Linked DNA regions of Mus musculus: region 1 is linked to region 2. A link is a contact called in public Hi-C data. All regions are on one chromosome and are shown on one strand. Each heading gives the region's core, a stretch centred on a gene start, on an enhancer-like site or on the middle of the called end of the contact. The rest is flanking DNA. Distances are from core to core; before and after follow the strand shown.

The links. Hi-C and Micro-C count contacts between places; a contact is called where the count stands out from the background.
Region 1: a Hi-C map of liver shows a contact between it and region 2, with 4 times the contacts expected there. The contact joins the enhancer-like site here to the promoter of Adipoq in region 2. A contact is called at or near these places in 5 of 39 promoter capture datasets (epiblast stem cells, liver, macrophages and 1 more), 1 of 15 datasets of contacts at CTCF or cohesin (the NIH/3T3 cell line), 13 of 484 Hi-C or Micro-C datasets (the CH12 cell line, the HPC-7 cell line, bone marrow-derived dendritic cells and 5 more), 4 of 115 datasets of contacts at active chromatin or transcription factors (the SCID.adh cell line, embryonic fibroblasts, embryonic stem cells and 1 more) and 1 of 9 other capture datasets (adipose tissue).

What each region holds. Positions count from the first base shown.
Region 1 is chr16:23,192,372-23,197,399 of GRCm38.p6, reverse strand. C730014E05Rik (RIKEN cDNA C730014E05 gene) reads right to left here. Exons shown (of 3, transcript NR_155420.1): 2 at 3,833-3,901. It also overlaps the pseudogene Gm15746. Among named protein-coding and RNA genes, the nearest start is that of C730014E05Rik, 20 kb to the right of the region's middle. Within about 2 kb of position 1,544, at least 26 of the 459 cell types and tissues checked have an H3K27ac peak or open chromatin away from gene starts, as enhancers often do. A contact at or near this core is called in liver, where this site is marked.
Region 2 is chr16:23,144,266-23,148,849 of GRCm38.p6, reverse strand. It overlaps Adipoq (adiponectin, C1Q and collagen domain containing), which reads right to left and starts at 2,314. Exons shown (of 3, transcript NM_009605.5): 1 at 2,209-2,314. RefSeq lists an enhancer at 4,301-4,463.

The DNA.
Region 1 (5,028 bases), core at 295-2,794, 49 kb before region 2:
CAAGGAGCAGTGGAAGGAGTGGGCACAAACAGGTGGCTGACAGTGCCTATGAGGCGATCAAACTGAAAGGTTATGTATGTGCTGGGCCACTGGACTCTCTGTAGCAGACTTGGCCAAGAGCAAAAGGAAGAATCCTAGACAGGTGCCTTCTATTTCCACCATGATTAAGGGTCTCTATGGAGTAAAGAATGCGGTCTTTCTCAGCGCCCTCTATCCTAGGACTAAATGGAATCTTGGATGTTGTGATGGTGACTCCTGAAGAGGAGGCCCACCTGAAGAAGAGTGAAGCTATGCTCTGGGGGATCCAGACAGCAATCCTAGCACTTCACTGTCTAGGTTGCAGCAGGATCTCTATGGAGACCACACACTGTCTCCTCCTCTGAGCTGTGGTTAGTGCGGTTGTGTTAAGGTGGCCCAGAGAAAACCTCACTTCTCACAGCTTTTAAGGTAGCCTGCGGAAAACCTCAGTTCCTATTACTTTACCTTGACGCTACAGTGGTACTTGTGTAGCGGTAACCTGGTTACTGTGACAGTCCCACTGTCCCCAAGTCACACTGCCAACTGTGTGCAGGCTTCAATTATCCCGTGAGCCTGGTTGTGTCGCTGTGCTGCAAACCCTGGCCAAACATGCCTAAGCCAATGAGTTCCCAATTAGTCACATCCCAGCTCCAGTGTGTAAATGCATTATGCATCTCCTGTTCATAACTGCTCTAAAGGATGTCATTTTGTGTATTATATGTCTCTGTGGTGTACATTGCAATATTCTGTAAAAAGTAATATCTACAAATGGATGATACAAACAACTACCTAAATGGTCAAGCCAATGAAAACACCAAATGAACCTTGAACAGAGAGAGGGGGGGGAATTTAGTGGAATTTAACTAATGTTTAATTGGGGCAGCCAGGGCCTGGGATATATTTCTTGATGCAGCCCTGCTGGCTCAGAATGTCCTGAAAGCTATCCCTGCTTATTCACTTTTTCCAGGAAAAGGTTTTGAGTGTGTGGGCATGGTTACACCCTGGAGTTTTCAGTGGTTGGCAATGGATATGGTCTTGCCTGTACTGGTTTCTGCCCAGTTGTGTTAATCACAATTATAGTGCCTCTGTCCATGAGAATCTTGTTCACCCCATCTTGACACTTCACTTCAGTCACAATCGTCTTTGTCAACCCACAAACTTTCACATCTTTCTGCTTTGAATTTTCGCTACAGTTCTCACTAAGTGCGGTGATCAGTAACCGTAAATGCTGTGCTGTCTTGTCTCTGTCAAACAATTTATTGCGTTTCTTGATACTCAGCCTCATTCAAGTTTTTTTTTTAATGTGGCAGAATACAAACCAGAATTATTTGCCAAAATAGCATAATAATGGCTTTGATCTAAGTTCCCTGTTCTTTTCTGAAACTTTCTGATCCTGGCGTTCACTCTCCACATTTCTCTCTGCATTCTGGTCTTCAAAACTCACAACCGGATCATCACCTTATACGACCCACCCAGCACTCTGGAGCTTTTCCTGTGTGTAGCTCCAAACTCTTTCACATTCACTCCACCAACCAGTTCCAAAGACCAAGAACCCACACAGTCAGGTTTGTTGGCGCAACAAGCCCACAGTTACTTCTTTCATCACTGAGAATACAAAAGAGGAAGCATGCTAAACATCAGTCTTTATCTTTCTTTGCTTACTGACTGCAGATTCAAATCGAACAACTGTTTCCCATGCCTGCTCTCAAGACTTACCTGCCATGACGGCCTGCTCCCTCAAACGCTAAGCCCAAGCTAACCCTTCCTTAAGCTGCTTTGCCAAGCGTATTTTTGTCACAGCAAAGAGAGACATAGAGTGGCTACCGCGGCATGAGCTGTTTCCCTGGGTCGCTTGATTTGGTTTATATATTTGAGATTGTTGTGTGCCACTACAATGCTGATTTTATTATGATGGCTGAGTAGTGTGATTTGATATCAGGTATCTTGTTGACTCTAGCGTTGTTCTTTCTGTTAAGGGTTTCTGTGGCTCTTTAAGATCCTTAATTGTAAAATTATTACTTCTAGTTATGGGAGGAGCATCATTAGGATTGCACGGAGTCTTTAGATAACTTTCAGTCATAAAACCATTTTCACAATGTCAGATCAATTCTGGCCATTCAAGAGCTAGGAAAGCCTTCTATTTTTTAACGTTTTTTGTTTTTTTGTTTGTTTGTTTGTTTGTCTGCCTGGTTTTGTTTTTTGGGGTTTTTTTTTTTTTTTGGCTTGTTTTGTTTTGTTTGTTGAGAAAGGTTTTTTTTTTTTTTTTTCTGTATAGCCTTAGCTGTCCTGGAACTCTCTCTATAGACCAGGCTGGACCTGAACTCACAGAGATCCACCTGCCTCTGCTTCCCAATACTGGGATCAAAGGTGTGCACCACCACCACTCAGCCTGTGTGCTTTTTCTATTTATTTTTTTCTATATCATAAAGTTTCATTGTAAACAGTTTTCATTTTACCTCCACAGTTAGGCTTATTCTTTACTTTAACCTCTTGTGGATGGGAATTTTTCTGATTTCTTTCTTGAAATGTCTATTATTGACATATGGAAAAACTACTGAGCTTGCTAACTAGATTTTTGTACCCTCTTACTTTGCTGAAAGTAGCTAGCAGGCCTGAGAGTTTTCTCATAGAGTTGGGGTTTTTTGTTTGCTTTTTTGTTTTGTTTTGTTTTTGTTTTCTTTTTTAACTATAGGCTTACATAATTTGCAAATATGAGTAATTTGACTTCTTACTTTCCTATTTGTCTCTTTTTGTTTCTCTCTCCCTTCCTCCCTCTCCCTCCCTCCCTCCCTCCCTCCTTCTCTCTCTCTCTCTCTCTCTCTCTCTCTCTCTCTCTCTCTCTCTCACACACACACACACACACACACACTGTCCTAGCTAAGACTTCAAGTACTAAATTGTACAAGAGTGAAGTGGGGGCAGCCTTTCTTCCAGGTTTTCAAGGAGTAGTCTCCTCATTTAGTCTAGCAGCCATGAGCTTGTTCTGCACATCCCTTATTATGTTATGTTTTTCATTGCTACTCTCTTCGGGGAAGAGAAAGGTTTGGTAGAATTGCACAGTCGCTGTTGGAAGACTTCCCATGACTGTTCAATCTCATTGATCATTAAGGATCTGTTTGTCTGGTTTTATCTTTTTAATGTAATTGTTATAGATCATATGTGTCTAGGAATTAATCAGTCTATTTCTTTTATACTGTACAGTGTCTGGGAATATAAGCTTTGGGATATATCCTCATGATTCTCCATATTGTATTAGAATCAATAGACTGGCCCCCTTCACCTCTAATTGTATTAATTTGGGTCTTTTTATTAGTTTAGCCATGTGTTTGTCAATCTTATTTGATTTTTCTTTTAAAAAAACTAAACAAACAAAAAGCAAAAAGACAAAACCAAAAAACCTTTCTGCATTGTCTTTGCACTGTCTCCATTTCAGTCATCTTACCCTGATCATTGCTGCTTCCTGATGCCTATTGTTTTGGGGTTTGGATTTTTCTTGTTTTTCCAAGGCCTTGAGGTATATCCATAGGTTATTTGCTTGTTATTCTAAATGAAATTTTAAATATCACTTTCTGATATTTTAAATAAATGAAACATTTTAATTTTCTCTCTGCTTTTTTTTTCCAGTGAAGCAGTAATTGCTAAGGAATGTAAGGTTCAGATAGATGCAAGAGTTCTCAACAAAATACTTGCAAATTGAATTCGAGAGAAATCAAGATCATACGCCATGAACAGGTTAATTTCATCTCAGTAAGGGGAGATTCATTCAACATTCGCAAATCAATTATATAGAAATAAACTCAAGGACAAAACTTACATCATCATCATCTTGAAAGATACAGAAAAGGGTATTTGATAAACTTCAACATCCCTTCATTAATAAGTCCTGAAAGAGATTAAGGACAGGTTGAACACAACTCAAAATAATAAAGATTATATGTGACAAATCTATTCCAATGTTATACTTAGTGTGAGGAAAACTGAAAGCATTTTCAAAACAATCTGGGGTGAAAAAAAGGTGTCTGTCCTCTCCACGCTTACAACATAGTGTTTAAAATCTTAGCTCAACCCATAAGACAGGCAACAGATATGAAAGGGACACCAATAGAAAAGAAAGACGCTTATCCTTATAGCTCAGTGATATGTTCTGAATAGAAAAGACCCTGCGGACTCCACCAGAAATAGTTTAGATGTGGTAGACACTTTCAATAAAATTGCAGATACAAAAAAAATCAACATACTAAAAGATACAAGAGGAGCTATAGATGGCTCAGCAGTCGAGAGCACTTGTTCTTGCTGAGGATGCAGGTTCAGGTCCTAGCACTCATATGGAGACTCATACCATTTTCAACTCCAATTCCAGTCCTCTTCTGGACTCTGTAGGCACCAGGCACACATATACCTGTGGTACACATATACACATGCAGGCAAACAAACACACAATAAACAAACAAATAAATAAATAAATGGATTTTCTATGTAATCAACAAACCTACTGAGAAATAAATTAGTAAAATACCCCATTCACAGTAGCTAAATCAAAAAAACTACCTAGGAGTAAAGCTAACTAAGGAAGTGAGAGACCTCTACAACAAAAAACACTGAAACAAGAGAAAAATAATATTGGATGGCAGAAAGACTATCCATGATCCTGGATTGGCAGAATTAGTAGTATGAAAACAGCAGGATTAATAAAAGTAATCTACAGATTCAGTAAAATCTATATCAAAATTCCCAACACATTCTTTATATAATTATGAAAAAGAATCCTAACAATTACATGGAAATACAAAAGAGAGCCAAAGTAGTCCTAAGCAAAAACCTAGGGACATCAAAATACCTGATGTCGACTTATGCTGTAGAGCTATAATCAAAAAGACACAAAGACAGACATGTATATCAACACGGTAGAACACCCATAAATAAATCTATACAGCTCTTGTCATTTAATTTTGGCAAAGGTATCAAAAACATACACAAGAAGAAAAGACAACCTATTGAGCAGATACTGAA
Region 2 (4,584 bases), core at 1,065-3,564:
AACAAGCAAAACCAGATAAAAATTAAGTTAATATTTGTAATTTCACAATGGCACAACCCAATCATAAATGGCTGTGCCAGGAGCTCAGGCACCTCTGTCTAGCTCCTAAGATTATCTGGAAGGTGTCACTCAGCCTTTGGAAAGTCGGTAGCATTCTCATGTCCGGTATATATGTGTGCACACACTTGTACACTCTCAAGAAACCAGCAAAGCAGAGCATCCCTCCATGAAGCTTGTAGGGCGAGCTCCTGATTGAAGCCTTTGCTTTCCAAAAGATAGCACCTCCTGACTTTAGCAGAGCACATGGGGACTACCGGTCCTCTGAGTTGACAAGCAGCTGGAATGTTTATCTCTGTAACCTCCTTGGAAAATGACAAAAATGAGGGCTAAGGAGAACGCACTTCCTGGGCAAGGATGACAGCCTGAATTCAACCCCTGGATCTCCCATAAAAAGCAAGATGCGGTGGCGATCACAGTCTCCTGAGGCTGACGGTGGGTGGACGAGCAGAAGAAACAAGAGAGGAGGAAAGGGACGACTCCCAAAAGTTACCCTCTCACCTCCATGTGCCTGCCATAGAATGAGCGTGTCTGCACACATTAGACTCTTGTGTGTGCTTGCACATTCTCTCTCAAGAAAGCACTAATACACACACACACACACACACACACACACACACACACACACACGCATGCACGCAAGCACGCACGCACTTGCACAAATAAAATTTTAAGTGCTTGGGAGATGGCTGTGTTGATTAGTGCTTTCTGCAGATGCATGAGGACCTGAATTTAGATCCCTAGAATTCATGTCAAAAGCTGTCACCTTTAACCCTGACACTGGGGTAGGGGATGACAGAGACAAGAATATCCCTAGAGATCAATGACCTCAGTCTGGCCTTCTTCGTCACGCTCCAGGTTCTGAGAGACCTTGTCTCAAAAAAATAAGGCAGAGATTAAGAAAGACACCTCATATGGAGAGACCCCTCTGGCTTCCACATACACATGCACACAGGATCACACACACAAGGCTAGAAGCAAGCCCTGTGCCTTGTAAGATTCCTCGAAACACAGGGAGAGAGGCATCAAGGATTTCTCACTAAGCCTTGGGAACCAAACTGCTCCAAGAACCAAGATGCACTCTCACGCCCCTCTGGCCTGCTCCACCTGCCCTCTTGTCCACAGAATGACTCTGATCAAATTCTCTGCCATCCTTTTGAATGACATCACAGGGGGAGTGAGGTGGCTCCTCTTGTGAGGCTTGATTCAGAACCCATTCTCAGCATGCACTTGCTCCCTGCACTTGGGAGCCAGGGAGGCAGGTGGATCCCTGTGAGTTCAGTGATGGCCTGGTCTTTATAAATTCCAAGCCAGTCAGGAATATATAGTGACACCCAGTCTCAAAAACAAAATTTCTTCAGACGAGGGACTTACGTATCATGACACACAAGAGGCTGCCTTGACTTCCAAACCCCTCCCTCCTTCATCTCCTCTACCTCCATGGTTCCGATGCTGTGTTCATGGAGCAAGAATTAGGTTTAACAACGACAAAGCAGGTGCAGTGCCTCTGTCAGAAAATATCTTTCAAAATGAGGCTTTCTGTCCAGATTGCCACTATTTTCCAGGTTCTCACCACTTTGTGTCACCCAATCCCCTAAAATGTCTCTATGCAGACAGATGTCCCCAACTCCTCCGAGCACACCCATGTTTTCACTCACAGCCCTGACAAAGTGTTCTACAGCGCATGCTCCGTGCATATCTGCTCAGTAGAACTAAGTGATAGAGACAGATCCTACAGTCTGACCTCAACTGGACTTCCTCGGGCTGCCCTCTCTGCCTGCTTCTCCTGTCACTGTAACTCTTAAAGCCGAGAAGCAACAGATCCCACTTTCCAACAGAGTCTCATCTGTGGATCGACCCTCCTACCTCACTATCTCCAGGTTCTTTTTGCAGTGGGCATCCTGCCATCAAATGAACAGGGCAAACTTCCGGTTAGGCTCAAGCTTGTGGACCGAAAGGTTATTGTTTCTTTCTTAGAGCTTTGAAGAGTTAAAGAAAAGCCCCAAAGCTTATCTGCCCCAACCATGTTTCCAAGGCCTGAGTTTTCTCAACATCTACCTTCACACTGCTGCAGAGAGCAAAATCTGAACACAGCCCAAGTGGGATTCTGCATTCATACCCAGCCAGCCGAGAATATAGAATTGTTCTTACCTTTTGGTGTCGTCAGATCCACTGACAATCGTACAGACAGAAATGAGGAGAAAGTGGCCAGGTCTCATTAGTCTGGTACTCATGGGGACAGGCAGACCCCAGCTTACCATTGGCCAACCCAGTCAAGGCCAATAGCCAATGAGTGGGCCCCTTGCTCCTGGCAGCTGCCTTAAGACTCCTTAGGGAACCTGGTTTAATCCAGCTTGGGTCTGGGAAGCCAAGTAGAGCTTCTGTCAAGCCATCCTGTTTCCAGGCTTTGGCCATTCTCTACCAGAGCAAGAGATGGGGCAAGGGTAAGGACAATAATTCAGCATGTTTCTGAGTGCAATGAAAATTATCCTCAAGTAAAATGATTGTTCAGGGGTCAGGAGACCTCCCTTTCCCATAAGTTTGTCCTGGAGAGTCAACAACACTAATTGTCACATGATACTCCCACTCTTTCTTTGTAACTAAATGTGAAGCTGTGTGGTTCAGGCATTACTATTTCAGTAAGAATGAAGAGGGGCTGTACTAGAATAAAAAATAGATGGACTGCAGGCATGGCTCAGTGGTTAAGAGCACTGGCTATTCTTCCAGAGGTCCTGAGTTCAATTCCCAGCACCCACAGTAATTCCATGGGATCCGCTGCCTTCTTTTGGTGTGCAAATATGCATGCAGCCAAAATACCCATATACATAAACAAATCTTTAAGCAATAGAAGGTGTGCTCCACTTGCTAGACCGGATCCCATACTGAGAAAAGACCATGTAGATGAATTCTGAGGGCTGTTGTACAGGAAGGTTCCTGGTGGGGTGTGAAGCAAGTTCAGGGGTCCAAATTCTAAAATCTGTGGTCCCTACATAATTCAAGCCCAGTGTCACAGAACACTTACCTTGACATTGGAGAACCATGTTCTAAGATTTTTCTGGGTAAGTTTCAAGCTAGTTTTTTAGAAACTCATTTTCTGTGAGTAGATAAACCTCAGTTTCCAGACTCCTTAAGTATATACCTTTTCTATCTATTATTAGCTCTGGGCTAACAGCCAACTGCAACTAGCAGTCACCACTCACTAAACTGCTCCTAAAAGGCTTGCAGTTGGCAAGGCAATACCTTGGGAGCCTCTCGGCGGACTCACATCTTATTTTTGAAAGACCAGAGCTGATTCTCGGGAGCACAAAGCTTTTGAATTAAATCGTGAATCCAAAAAGAACTCTGGATGCCAGCAGCTGCTCCAATAAGACACTCAGAGCTAGACTGCTCCCAGGCAAAGGCTGGCCAAGCATCTGCTTCCTCCAACTGCCACCTTCCACTGGCCACACAGAGCCTAAGAGTCATGCTTTTACTAGTGGATAGGACCAGCAGTGTCAACCCACCAAGGAAGGAGAGCCAAAATATGATCTTCCATCTTGTCTTCCTGTTAATGCACTGATGTTTCTAGAGAAATCACGTTAGGTCATGAAGATTAAGGACACAAGCTCATTTCCAAGGGCTGTTAGTTGTGACCCCATGGCCCTGGACACTTCCCAAGCAAACTGTATGAAGCAAAGGAGAGAGAAGAACTACAGCAACTCAAAGCTGTATCACTCTCTATCTTTCCCTTAGCGTTTTGCTTACTTTGTGTGTGTGTGTTGTTGTTGTTGCTGTTGTTGCATTTTCTTACTTATTTTGTATGTGTGTTACTGTCTTTCGCTTCTTACTGGAATGCAAACACGCTGGAGCAGGGGCTTTACCTACTTGAGGTTATGCTCCATAACCCCTAGACTAAGTAGTATCTTGTACAAAGTAAGTAACAAGCAATGTTGAGTCAAGGGGTAGTCGAGTCTTCCCATACAGATACCTGTGGTTGTCTCCCACTTAATGAAGAAGCCAGAAGCCAGTAAGAGGGAGAGACACAGACCCAAGGCACGAAGCTAGATCTCTCTGACCACAAAGGGCATACGCTCCCCAATGCCTCGTGGTCTTCACCTCTGCTCAGTTATAGCCTCCGGGTTAGCTCTGGACCCCTGTCCCATATAGGAACACTGCTGGTTTCAGCAGATTCTAACTATTGCACAAGACAGAGTGACTTTCACCCCAAAACCACATCAATACTTTGCTGGGTCTGGTAGACACCCGGGAGCATTGTGAAAGCCTATCATTTGGTGAACTCTCAGGGGAATCCGCCACTCACCACAGAGGGCATTGTGTAAAAACACACACTTGCTTAGCGACTAGAAGTGAAAAACATTCAACCACACATGTCTTGAGGCTAGGCGGTTTGGTTTTTTGCTGGGTGGTTTTTTTTTTTGCTTTGTTTTTGGCTTTGTTTTATTTTGATTTTTTTCTTTTCTTTTCCTGTTTTTTTTTTTCTTTTTTGGTTTTTGGTGTTTTGTTTTGTTTTGTTTTGTTTTGTTTTGT